Linked DNA regions of Xenopus laevis: region 2 is linked to region 1. A link is a contact called in public Hi-C data. All regions are on one chromosome and are shown on one strand. The core of a region is the stretch at or near the end of the contact, and the rest is flanking DNA. Distances in the headings are between cores, read along the strand shown.

Evidence for each region. Hi-C and Micro-C count contacts between places; a contact is called where the count stands out from the background.
Region 2: a Hi-C map of the XL177 cell line shows a contact between it and region 1, with 4 times the contacts expected there. The contact joins the enhancer-like site here to the promoter of hyal1.L in region 1.

Annotation. Positions count from the first base shown.
Region 1 is chr4L:126,006,046-126,012,990 of Xenopus_laevis_v10.1, forward strand. hyal1.L (hyaluronidase-1) reads right to left here and starts at 4,130. Exons shown (of 3, transcript XM_018258969.2): 1 at 3,105-4,130; 2 at 1,307-1,396; 3 at 458-1,116. The coding sequence starts at 4,115. The coding sequence ends at 799.
Region 2 is chr4L:126,082,774-126,089,718 of Xenopus_laevis_v10.1, forward strand. No RefSeq gene overlaps it. Among protein-coding and RNA genes, the nearest start is that of hyal2.L, 15 kb to the left of the region's middle. Within about 2 kb of position 4,013, at least 1 of the 7 cell types and tissues checked has an H3K27ac peak or open chromatin away from gene starts, as enhancers often do.

The DNA.
Region 1 (6,945 bases), core at 2,880-5,379:
AAGGTCACCCATTCCAAAGAAAGGAGGTTCCATCTAAATATTTGGAAGGGGTTTATTACAGTGAGAGCTGTGAAGATGTGGAATTCTCTCTCTGAATCAGTTGTACAGGCTGATACATTAGATAGATTTAAGAAGGGGTTGGATAGCTTTTTAGCAAGTGAGGGAATACAGGGTTATGGGAGATAGCTCATAGTACAAGTCGATCCGGGGACTAGTCCGATTTTGGAGTCAGGAAGGAGTTTTTTCCCCCCACTTTTTCAGGGAGATTAGGCAGGATGGCACTGGTATCGCTTCGTTTTCAGAAATCGACCGAAGTTTCCTCGTGAGGCAACTTCGTAAAACGAAGCGCTCCGAGTGCCATCCTGCTGGGGATTTAGATTAGAGCCGGCAGGAAGGCAGTTCAGGGCGATTAGTTGCCCGAAGAAAAGCTGATTTGTCGGGCGACTAATCTCCCTGAATCTCCACGTGTGTCTCTACCCTTACAGAGCATTTGTTTTTTCGATAGGGTCAGTGGCCCCCATTTAAAAGCTGCAGAGTCAGAGGAGGCAAAGAGGCTTAGAATAAGCCATTCTATAACATACTAAAAAATAACTTAAAGGTGAACCATCCCTTTAATAACACCCCCCACCCCCATATGTTCCACAGTGCAAAATCCTGCCCATCCTATGGACTATCCAGACTGTCCAGAAATGTAAGAGAGAGGTTGGTGAGTTGCACTAGGCTGTACGAAGGCAATCCATGTTTAGTTTCATGTGAAGGATCCATGTTTAGTTTCATGTGCATTAAGTTCTGGCAGTGTCACAATATTATCCTCCGTGTGCAATCCTCCCCATCCCAACCGGGATAACAGCGACAGTGAAAGTGTTCCACAAAATACACAATGTCCCACTTGCTGGCCTGCCCAGACACAACAAAGCCTCTGCCCTGCGGGTGCCTCTTGATCCTGAAACTGTCTGGGTGCAGGTGCAGATACGAATCTGATGAGGGGTCTCTCCTCACACAGCGCCCATTGCCTGCACACACAGCTTTACTGCACAGGGTGGCGCTACTGCTGACATTCACCAGATAGTGACCCAGAGTTTCATCGATGTAGGAATTCACTGCTAGACACGACTCCTGCAAATGAACACACAGTAGAACACAGTGATTACTTGCCCTTTACCCACAATGATGCAGAAAGGGAGAGGTACAAGATAACATACATTACTGAAATCTTTGGACATAGAACTCAGTCCTACAATCACAGACATAGACAGATATAGAGGAAGAAGCATTTTTACAAAGCAGTATATACTGTATTTCTCACCTTGCTCCTGCTGTAGTCTGCGTTACCCCACAAGATGACGCCAGCTGCACCAAGGGCTGCGCTCTGTCCTATTGTCTGGATGAGATCCTCCTAAAATGCACAACCAACAGTAGACAACACTGTCTGTATTTAAAGGGACAGCAAAAAAAACTGAACTTAACTTCCTTTAACTACACCGAGGCAAAGATTTCTGTTGAGTTAAAAGAACAGTAACACCAAAAAAATGAAAGTGTTTTAAAGTAATGAAAATGTCATGTAGTGTTGCCTTGCACTGGTAAAACTGATCACTGTACTTAATCTGCCCAATGATAAAGTATAGGTATTCAGAGATAGAGCAACTTGTTTAATGCTGTCGTCATGATCATGTGACATCAAGAAGAGAGAAAAATTGTAAACAGGCTAGGCTTCTCATTGGCAGATACTCTTGCACCAGTTGTACCTCTGGCCTTGGAAAAACCTTTACCGAAGAGCAGGCCCGGACTGGCAATCTGTGAGTTCTGGCAAATGCCAGAGGGGCTGCTATAAGGTGCCATAGAAAGTCAGTATTTACTGTTTGGGCCTCTGTGTGGACTGATTGGCCTCTGTGTACCTGAAATGCCAGGGCCTATTTTAATTCTCAGTCCGGACCTGCCGAAGAGTGTTCCTTTAAGAATACATTGGCTGCTGGACTGAGGCTCCCAGCATGGCTTGAACCCTTGACATGGTGGGGAATACTAGTAGTAGCGTAGTATGTCTCTTCTGATATCCAAGACCCAAGTTTCACCCTTATTGGCTTCAGCATTGCCCCCCCCCCCCTCATTCTATGGTTTGGGAACCTCTGTTTATTGAAAAATGTAGTGTTCTAATATATTGTATAAGGGAAGTAAAAACCTATAAGTTATAACGTAAAGTATAAAGTAAAACCTTTAAAGGGTAACAGGGGTTCATATAGAGACATCTTAAAGGGGGTTTTCACCTTTAAGTTAACTTTTAGTAAGTTATAGATTGGCTAATTTTAAGCAACATTTCAATTGGCCTTAATTTTTTCTTTTTTTATAGCTTTTAATTATTTGCCTTCTACTTCAGACTCTTTCCAGCTTTCAAACGGGGTCACTGACCCCATCAGCTAAAAAACATTTACTCTGTAAGGCTACAAATGCATTGTTATCATCTTTCTATTCAGGCCCTCTCGTATTCATACCCCAGTCTCATTCATATCAGTGCATGGTTGCTAGGGTAATTTGGAGCCCAGCAACCAGATTGCTGAAATTGCAAACTGGAAAGCTTCTGAATAAAAAGCTAAATAACTCAAAAACGACAACTAATTGCAAATTGTCTCAGACTATCACTCTCTATGTCATACTAAAATTAATTTAAAGGCGAACAACCCCTTTACGGTAGCCCCACAGCTGATATAGCTGGTGTATGCGAGTATTCTAAGTCATCCTGAGTGAGATCAAAATGTAAAGAAAGACATGAGTCTTCTTCACTATTTTGGATACATCCTCAGAAGTAGGGGCATAAGAACCCAGTAATAACATAAGGATTAGTCAGTGAGAGGGATAGATGCCAAGTTCAGGTGATATAGGAACATAAGGTACTGGTAACCACCAACCTTAGCACCCAAGTGTTTAGACTGAAAGCTAAGTTCTATCTTATTTTATCTATGCTCTACCTGTGCAGGGGCCACTTTTGCAAGGGGTTTCTTCTATATGGCTGGTGTATAACTCTTGCCTTATTACTATAAGCGGCGCAATCCAAAAGACAAAGCACCCCTCCCTTCCTCTCTGGAGCCCACAATGGAGCTTCTGAGTGTTACCTGGGTAAGGAAGTCCATGCTGTAGGTATAGACTATACGTGCATAGGGCAGAACAGGAAGGTCCTTGGCCACCCTAATTCCTTCCAGCACCCTGTACTTCACATACGGCCCAACGTTTTCCGACATCTTCAGCGCTTGTTCCAGGTAGATATCGGGGTACAGAGCCTGGCTGGCCTCCCACAACCAAGTCAGGTTGTCATTTCTATGTATTTCATCTATGGGACATTTGCCTGTGTAATTCTGCCCAAAGTTCTTGTAGCCATAATTATAGCAACCTGGGAAGCCATAAAATCCCCAGAGCCCATTGGGCCTTAGCTCTCGCCCCAGTTCCAGGGTGGACTGCATTATTTTTCGGGCGGCCGTTTCAAACTCAGCCTTGGCCAACTCTAACACTTCATCTGGGGGTAAGTCCGGGTAGATCTCCTTCACCAGATCTTGGGAACTCTGCTGGTACACCCTCATCTTATCCCAGTTGCGCGCCCACAGCGGCCGCCAGCTCTCCCAGTCCACCACGGCGACCCCAGTAAAGGCCGGGTCAGAGATGGTTTCCAGCAGGTCCATGAAGGCCTTGTCCAGGTGATCCTTGAGGCTGTTATTCTGGGGCAGCCCCCCATTGACAGGGGACAGGCTCTGATCATAGTAAGGGTAGAGACCCAACTGGGAGCTGTAGAAGATCACCACCTCCGAGCCCTGGAACGTGTGGTTCTGGTTCAGCACTATGTCAAAAGTGCTCAGGTCAAGGGTCACCCCAAATCTATCCAGGCACGGGCTGGTGGGGGCATTCCATACTGACACGAAGGGACGGCCCTTCAGAACCGGCAGCTCAGCAGCCAAGCAGCTCACTAGCCCTGACAGCACTATAGTTGTACAGTAAGTAGCCCACGCGTGAGCCCGGGGAGACATTGTTTCCACTAAAGCAGCGCGATCCCAACTGGAACAGCAACAGTCGCTGCAAGTTTGGTAGCGGCTGTTCCTTTCCTCGGAAGGGACCTCCGTGACGTCACATACCATGTGACCGCTCCATTGCGCATTACCCATTACTGAGCGGAACATTCAAACAGGCAGGAGCGAGAATGGATTCTACAGGCAGCGAACATTTCACAGGACCGGCTGCAACTATTAATCCTCGTGGCTGACAACTTGTAATGTAGGTTTAGTACAGGCTTTAACCTCTGCTCTAGACTTTGGGGCAGTTACTGTGTCACTGGATATTTGTATCTCATTTGTGCCTCTGATTTTCTGTGTAACATTTCCATAGTGTAACATCAATGCTGCAATGCTTGGACCTTGTCATTAGCACAGTACATATTGTATTTCTAACTTAAAACAGACGTGTGTTTGCTTCAGTAACATTACTATAGTTCATGTAAATAAGCTGCTGTGTCGCCATGGGGTCAGCCATTCAAGCACAGGATACCCAGTAGATAACAGATAAGTACTACTATAGTTTATATAAAGAAGCTGCTGTCTAGCCATGGGGGCAGCCATTCAAGCACAGGATACACAGTAGATAACAGATAAGTACTACTATAGTTTATATAAACAAGCTGCTGTCCAGCCATGGGGTCAGCCATTCAAGCACAGGATACACAGTAGATAACAGATAAGTACTACTATAGTTTATATAAAGAAGCTGCTGTCTAGCCATGGGGGCAGCCATTCAAGCACAGGATACACAGTAGATAACAGATAAGTACTACTATAGTTTATATAAAGAAGCTGCTGTCTAGCCATGGGGGCAGCCATTCAAGCACAGGATACACAGTAGATAACAGATAAGTACTACTATAGTTTATATAAACAAGCTGCTGTCCAGCCATGGGGTCAGCCATTCAAGCACAGGATACACAGTAGATAACAGATAAGTACTACTATAGTTTATATAAACAAGCTGCTGTCCAGCCATGGGGTCAGCCATTCAAGCACAGGATACCCAGTAGATAACAGATAAGTACTACTATAGTTTATATAAACAAGCTGCTGTGTAGCCATGGGATCACCCATTCAAGCACAGGATACCCAGTAGATAACAGATAAGTACTACTATAGTTTATATAAACAAGCTGCTGTGTAGCCATGGGGTCACCCATTCAAGCACAGGATACCCAGTAGATAACAGATAAGTACTACTATAGTTTATTTAACAAGCTGCTGTGTAGCAATGGGGGCAGCCAATCAAGCACAGGATACACAGTAGATAACAGATAAGTACTACTATAGTTTATATAAAGAAGCTGCTGTGTCGCCATGGGGTCAGCCATTCAAGCACAGGATACTCAGTAGATAACAGATAAGTACTACTATAGTTTATATAAACAAGCTGCTGTGTCGCCATGGGGTCAGCCATTCAAGCACAGGATACACAGTAGATAACAGATAAGTACTACTATAGTTTATATAAACAAGCTGCTGTGTAGCCATGGGGGCAGCCATTCAAGCACAGGATACACAGTAGATAACAGATAAGTACTACTATAGTTTATATAAACAAGCTGCTGTCTAGCCATGGGGGCAGCCATTCAAGCACAGGATACACAGTAGATAACAGATAAGTACTACTATAGTTTATATAAACAAGCTGCTGTCCAGCCATGGGGTCAGCCATTCAAGCACAGGATACACAGTAGATAACAGATAAGTACTACTATAGTTTATATAAACAAGCTGCTGTGTAGCCATGCGGTCAGCCATTCAAGCACAGGATACACAGTAGATAACAGATAAGTACTACTATAGTTTATATAAATAAGCTGCTGTGTCGCCATGGGGTCAGCCATTCAAGCACAGGATACTCAGTAGATAACAGATAAGTACTACTATAGTTTATATAAACAAGCTGCTGTGTAGCCATGGGGGCAGCCATTCAAGCACAGGATACACAGTAGATAACAGATAAGTACTACTATAGTTTATATAAACAAGCTGCTGTCTAGCCATGGGGGCAGCCATTCAAGCACAGGATACACAGTAGATAACAGATAAGTACTACTATAGTTTATATAAACAAGCTGCTGTGTAGCCATGGGGTCAGCCATTCAAGCACAGGATACACAGTAGATAACAGATAAGTACTACTATAGTTTATATAAACAAGCTGCTGTGTAGCCATGGGGTCACCCATTCAAGCACAGGATACACAGTAGATAACAGATAAGTACTACTATAGTTTATATAAAGAAGCTGCTGTGTCGCCATGGGGTCAGCCATTCAAGCACAGGATACTCAGTAGATAACAGATAAGTACTACTATAGTTTATATAAACAAGCTGCTGTGTCGCCATGGGGTCAGCCATTCAAGCACAGGATACACAGTAGATAACAGATAAGTACTACTATAGTTTATATAAACAAGCTGCTGTGTAGCCATGGGGGCAGCCATTCAAGCACAGGATACACAGTAGATAACAGATAAGTACTACTATAGTTTATATAAACAAGCTGCTGTCTAGCCATGGGGGCAGCCATTCAAGCACAGGATACACAGTAGATAACAGATAAGTACTACTATAGTTTATATAAACAAGCTGCTGTCCAGCCATGGGGTCAGCCATTCAAGCACAGGATACACAGTAGATAACAGATAAGTACTACTATAGTTTATATAAACAAGCTGCTGTGTAGCCATGCGGTCAGCCATTCAAGCACAGGATACACAGTAGATAACAGATAAGTACTACTATAGTTTATATAAATAAGCTGCTGTGTCGCCATGGGGTCAGCCATACAAGCACAGGATACTCAGTAGATAACAGATAAGTACTACTATAGTTTATATAAACAAGCTGCTGTGTCGCCATGGGGTCAGCCATTCAAGCACAGGATACACAGTAGATAACAGATA
Region 2 (6,945 bases), core at 2,763-5,262, 77 kb after region 1:
TATTTTGGCATTAGCTTCGTTGTAATACTAACCTTATACTCTACTGCTGTTGTAAAAAGGTAAATCTCAGCCTCCCTTAGCCAGAGTCTTTACAGGAGTACTGGGAGTTACAATTCAACAACATTTGCAGCCAAACAGGTTGGAGCTGTACATCTCTAATCCAGAGGAATATATTGTGCACCATTGCCTCAGTTCCTCTAAACCTTCTTCTACTGTTTTGCTTTACATTCCTTCCCATACCCCCCTCACCAGCCATATCTGTACCTTACCTGTGTCCAGTGTGTGTTCTCTGGTCAGTGCAACTGTCAGGCAGCTGTCTTTTGTAGCTGTGCTCTTCTCACTGACAGTCCAGTCTCTCTCTCTTGCCCCTTCTGCTGATCCCCCCCTTTCCTTCCTGCCCTTCCACCCCCACCCAAATCTGAACTTATTTCCTCTGTTGAATGAAATGGGAAGCTTTCCCACCCCTGCCCAGTAGCTTGGTAAAGGAGGGGTTTGGGACTCTGCTACCCTTTAAACAATTTGGTAAGGGCAGGGGGTCAATATCTTATCCCACCAGCATATCCTAAAACATTGTCACCTGAGGGTCTTGTGACCAAACAGCAGGGGGTGAGAGAGGAGGTGACGCTCTAATAGGGGATGTAAGGGGAGGGAGGATGAAGAATCTGCTGACAGGTGAAATTCTCTCCCTCCTCAACTAAAGATGAAAAACAGCAACAGGAACACAGTGTTTGTAAGAATATCTTGCCCAATGTCCTGGTGTGTATCCCCCCTCACCTCCCTTTGCCTGTCCTAAACTGTCACCGAACTCACATTTGCATAAACACTAACTGCCTGGTATGTTTGCCATCTTTTGTGGAGAAAGCATTCTTACCTTTGTTGTATGTCTTGCCCCTTAATAACATTGCCATCACGTATAATTGAAATGCTGGGTGCCAACCAACCGTTCAGCCCTGTGCACATAGTGAAGCCCCCCAAAGCATCAGTTTCTTAGGTCAGAAGACTGGGAGAGACAGTAAATATAACATAATGTGTATCTGGCTTAAATGCAATCCACAAAAAACTGCTTTATTGAGACACACTAAGTGGTACAAATATTATGCAGTGGGTGCACTGGACTTATTCGTTTCTTGCATAAACACTCAGCACTTCCTCAGAGTCTCTGAGATTCTGAGGAAGTACTGAGTGTTTAGGCAAGAAACGCATAAGTTCAGCGCACCCACTGCACAATATTTGTACCACTTAGTGTGTTTCAATAAAGAAGTTTTTATGAAATTAAATTGGTTCTCCATGGAGGTCTGGAACAGTGGCGAGGTATGCAGGAATTCTTTTTGCTAATGGAACAGTATTGGCATGGAGTGGCCGACATCTCGCGAGAGCAGCGTCTTGCCAGGAGGACATACAAACCGGATGAGCTCCGATGTGGGCCACATCCGATATAAATGCTTATTAATTGCAACCCCCCCAGGGGGACAGCTCAAAAGCTGGTCATAGATGCAAAGATCTAATCGTACGAATAGAGGATTCGTACGATTTTCAGGAGCGTGTGTGGAGAGTCCTGACATTTTTCTTCCGGCGGAGATCGGTAGTTTGGTCGATCAGACAGGTTAAAGGAAAACTATACCCCCCAAACAATGTAGGTCTCTATAAAAAGATATTGCATAAAACAGCTCATATGTAAAATCCTGCTTCATGTAAATAAACCATTTTCATAATAATATAATTTTCTAGCAGTATGTGCCATTGGGTAATCATAAATAGAAAATTGCCATTTTAAAAAATAAGGGCCGCCCCCTGGGATCGTAGGATTCACTGTACTCACAAACATACCAACAAACCATACATGTTAGGTCACATGAGCCAATTAACAGACAGAGTTGTGTCTTTTGCTTCCACACTTCTTCCTGTTACAGTTAGAGTTGAAGTATTTCTGGTCAGGTGATCTCTGAGGCAGCACAGAGACCATCACGAAATGGTGGCTCAAGGCAAGAGATGTAAAAGGGCAATATTTACTTAAATATATATTCCAGTTTGGTAACTTAATATGATATGAACTATCTGTTGCTTAAGTGTTCATTTTGGGGGTATAGTTTTCCTTTAAAAGTTTTCTGTCGGCTGACGATAATATCTCTGCGTGTATTGCCGATTATACGATTTTCACTAGCTTTGTCGGACATAACTTTCGTACGATTGGTGTCAGGGGCAGAACATCGGCTGATCTGTTCTTTTGTACTTTATTTGATCTGAATGGTTAGTGGCAGGTCGGGAGATGGGGATCTTTGCGTCTGTGGCCAGCTTTAGTTTGCAAACCACTATACTAGACTGATCCATACTATTTGCTGATATAATTAATCCTTATTGGAAGCAAAAGCAGCCTATTGGGTTTATTGAATGTTTATATGATTTTCTAGTAGGCCTAAGGTATGAAGATCCAAATTACGGAAAGATCCATTACCTGGAAAACCCCAGGTCACGAGCATTCTGGATAACAGGTCCCATACCTTTTAATAATGTTGCAGGTACCAAAATGGCTAAGACGTACCCTTTGTACACCGTGTGGGGCACTATAAAATATTTACAGCAGCCCAGAGCCCACCCTCCCTTTTAGTAGCTGCGTTGCTGATGTATTTGGATTCCTCTATGCACCCTCAAACATACTAGGCACTTTGCAGTAAATATGTAATGAAATTGCCACCGTTTCTTAAGTGGCAGAGATTTCTTTTCGGAAATTGGACTGTACAGTGCAGCTACATGGGCAATTTGCAAAGAGAGATGTAGGACAGTAAATATTATGTTCAGGGCCGGCCTTAGGCCTATTGGACCAATTGGGCCCAATAGGGCCCCGCACCTCTGGGGGCCCCGCACCACAGGGCAGCACAGATAATATTTCCCTCAGCACATGATGCTGCCTGGCCTGCCCCCAACTTTGAGAGTCCAGCCCATCCCCAAATCCATAGGTCCAGCCCACCCCCAACTCTGATAAGCCAGCCTATCAACCCAAATCCATAGGTCTAGTGAGCCCCCAACTCTCATAGGCCCAGCTTTCCTCCAACCTTGATAGGCCCTGCCTGCCCCCAATCCAACAAGCCTGCTCCCAAGCTGAATTGGCCCAGCCTGCCCCAAACTAATTGGCCCAGTCCACTCTCCTATTTCCTCCCTCTCTCTCTTACCCTGTGTGCCCCTATTTCATCCCTCTTACTCTCTTACCTTGTCTGCCCCTTTTCTTTCTATTTTGTGCCTGTATGCCCTTATTTTCCTAAATACTTGGTGTGTCAGTAGCCAGCAACACTTTGTCTAGGGGCCCCGCCAACATGGTCCCAATTGGGCCCCACATTTGATAGGATCAGCCCTGATTATGTTGGCACCATATTTTACTGCTTTTGGGGCTCCTACACTTCCTGGGGGCCCCCTGCAGCTGCAGGGACTGCTTCTTCTGTAGTTACGTCGTTGGTGCAACCATAGCAAGATACACGTTGATTCTGTGAATTTGCACTCCATTTGAATTTGCACTCCATTTGTTGCACATATTTGCTATGCTTCAATCACTAGCCACTCTCTCAGCATTGGATACCTGTCTATGATTCAGCCCTCAGTCTCATTCCATCTTTCATAATGAGTATTTGCTTGTTGCTCACCTCATTTCCATGGACCCCATAACCACACTTCCATCCAAACATCCTGAGACGGGATGTGCAACCTGCAGGCTGTAAAGATGTAGTTCAACAACATCTGGAGGGCCCGAGACTAACTATTCATGCTTTCCTCTGTATCATTACTCATTACTACCCTCCCTCTTCCACTGAACTCAGGTTTGGCAGCAGGAGAGGAAATATGGCCTGTTCTGGGAACGACAGGAACAACTGTCAGATATCAGACTTGTGTTTGTTTGTGTGTTGCTGTTAACCATTTCACTCTCAGAGCAATGCCTTGTGATTCCAGTATCACAGATTAATGAAACATGTCTCATGTGGGCAGACATAGCCCAGGCCTTTCCAAACTGTGTGCTATTTCTAAGTGGGATGGGGTGCGCAATGCATTCACCGCATGCTCTGGTTTCTACTGCCACTAACAGGTCAGAGCCAAGTAAAACATACTGTAAATAATAATAATTCTACTTTCTAGCAATCCTGCTTAGTATTGAGCTTCCTAGCCAAATGTCAGAGAACTGATGTTTTTATGCAGGGAGAAAATATGTACAGAACTGTAATATGCCGGCAGCACCCAGGGGGTGTCAATGCAGAAAGGGTGACTGCCCAGGTCCATGCAAATCTGCCGTTGACTAAGAGTGTGTGAAAGTCTAGTTATCCAGAGTCCTCAGACCCTCATCAAAGTTTATAAATGGACAGAGGTCTGGTCACCTTGTAAGTATGCCACTGAATATACTACATACACTTCTCTTGATCTTCCAGTCAGAGCAGTAGTGCCTATTGTTTCAGTCAGGATTGTGGATTAGAATAGTGAGATGATACCTGTAGCAGTTCTGGGAAGGAATTGTGATTGTAAAAGCAGGTATAGTAGGGAGAGATGGTGCCTATAGTAGCAGTGGGATAATAGTCACTGGGAATGGAGTTTGACTGTGGGATAGCAGGTATAGTAGGGAGAGATGGTGTCTATTGTAACAGTGAAATAATTGTCTCTGGGAAGGGAGTGTGACTGTGGGATAGCAGGTATAGTAGGGAGAGATGGTGTCTATAGTAACAGTGGGATAATAGTCTCTGGGAAGGGAGTGTGATTGTGGGATAGCAGGTATAGTAGGGAGAGATGGTGCCTATAGTAACAGTGGGATAATAGTCTCTGGGAAGGGAATGTGACTGTGGGATAGCAGGTATAGTAGGGAGAGATGGTGTCTATAGTAACAGTGGGATAATAGTCTCCTGAAAGGGACTGTGACTGTGGGATAGCAGGTATAGTACGGAGAGATGGTGCCTATAGTAACAGTGGGATAATAGTCTCTGGGAAGGGACTGTGACTGTGGGATAGCAGATATAGTAGGGAGAGATGGTGTCTATAGTAACAGTGGGATAACAGTCTCTGGGAAGGGACTGTGACTGTGGGATAGCAGGTATAGTAGGGAGAGATGGTGCCTATAGTAACAGTGGGATAAAAGTCTCTGGGAAGGGACTGTGACTGCGGGATAGCAGGTATAGTAGGGAGAGATGGTGCCTATAGTAACAGTGGATAATAGTCTCTGGGAAGGGAGTGTGACTGTGGGATAGCAGGTATAGTAGGGAGAGATGTTGCCTATAGTAACAGTGGGATAATAGTCTCTGGGAAGGGAGTGTGACTGTGGGATAGCAGGCATAGTAGGGAGAGATGGTGCCTATAGTAACAGTGGGGTAATAGTCTCTGGGAAGGGAGTGTGACTGTGGGATAGCAGGTATAGTAGGGAGAGATGGTGCCTATAGTAACAGTGGGATAATAGTCTCTGGGAAGGGAGTGTGACTGTGGGATAGCAGGCATAGTAGGGAGAGATGGTGCCTATAGTAACAGTGGGATAATAGTCTCTGGGAAGGGAGTGTGACTGTGGGATAGCAGGCATAGTAGGGAGAGATGGTGCCTATAGTAACAGTGGGGTAATAGTCTCTGGGAAGGGAGTGTGACTGTGGGATAGCAGGTATAGTAGGGAGAGATGATGCCATAGCAGCCATGAGAATAACAGTAGGGCAATGGTGCCTGTAGCTGTGAGGATAAGAACACTGGGGAAGGGCTTGTGACTATGGGATTAATATATAGTATAGAGAGAATTGTTAGCTATAACGTTTTATATGTGTGTGATGCAAGGGTGTCCGCAGGAAAATTTCCAGGCGGGGCAAGAAAAAAAATATATTACACAAATTACTATTTCCCATATACAACAGCTTTTCTATAAATATATAAAGTAGTAATTGTTGCACATGTATAGCATTGTCATTATATTAGTGACACAAACTCCATGTTTGTCAGGACAGCACTTTTTAGAATGTTATTCCCTCTAGTTGCAGCTGGATACAGACAGTGAAGCCTCCATTTTACATACCTTCATTTTAAGTTTTTCCATATGTTATACTATTTTTTGTGGCCCCACCAATATATAATGCATATTAGAATTCCCTGAGTTTACACCATTTTTTCTGGTCCCCTGAAAAATGTAAAATGGGGGTTCTACTGTACATAAAGTAGAGTAACAACAACAGGAAGAGATTGTGCACAACGAAATGTCACTAGTATAGAATCTACATATACAGTATATTCTATTTCAATCTAGGGGAAAGCTGCTTTGTCCCTAGAGTGGCAGGAGGATTAAAAGATAAGAGTCATCCAATAAAATAAACAATGAGGTGGATACAGGACAGGAGCAGGATAGGGGGTGAGGTGCAAAAGTATATATCACAATATTATAGATATTTCTATATATATATATAGAGTGAGGCAGATGGTTATTAGAGAAGTAGAGGTGAGTGTGGACAGGGCTGGATTTACATAGCGGGCTCCCCTAGGCCCACTGTCGTTTGTCGCCCTTGTCCTCTCCCTTTTATAAGTTAAAATTTTCATCATCAGGACCACAGCAATGGGTATTGGTGCATGGGAAACTATTGTATCTCCTGCACATCCCCAGTGTTTCTGAACAAATGTGGGTGTGGTTGTGTGGCATGCCGCCCCCTTGAAATTCTGCCACTCTAGGCCCGGGCCTTGGTGGCCTCTTCACAAATCCGGGCCTGAGTATGGGGGTAACTCTGCAGAATGAGAAGGGAAGAGATAAAAGAGGACAGTGAATAGAGTGAGGCCATGGATAGCTGGGTAATTCAATGGAGCAGAAGGGTAAGGAACTAAGGGACTAAGTTTTACCTGCAACTTACTAGCTGCTTTCAAAGTAAAACTCCCAAACTAGGCATTTTTCAGTAGCAGTCTGCACAAAATGTCTATGTCTTAAATATATTGATAATGGGTTGAGTGCAGAGGACTCTTGTA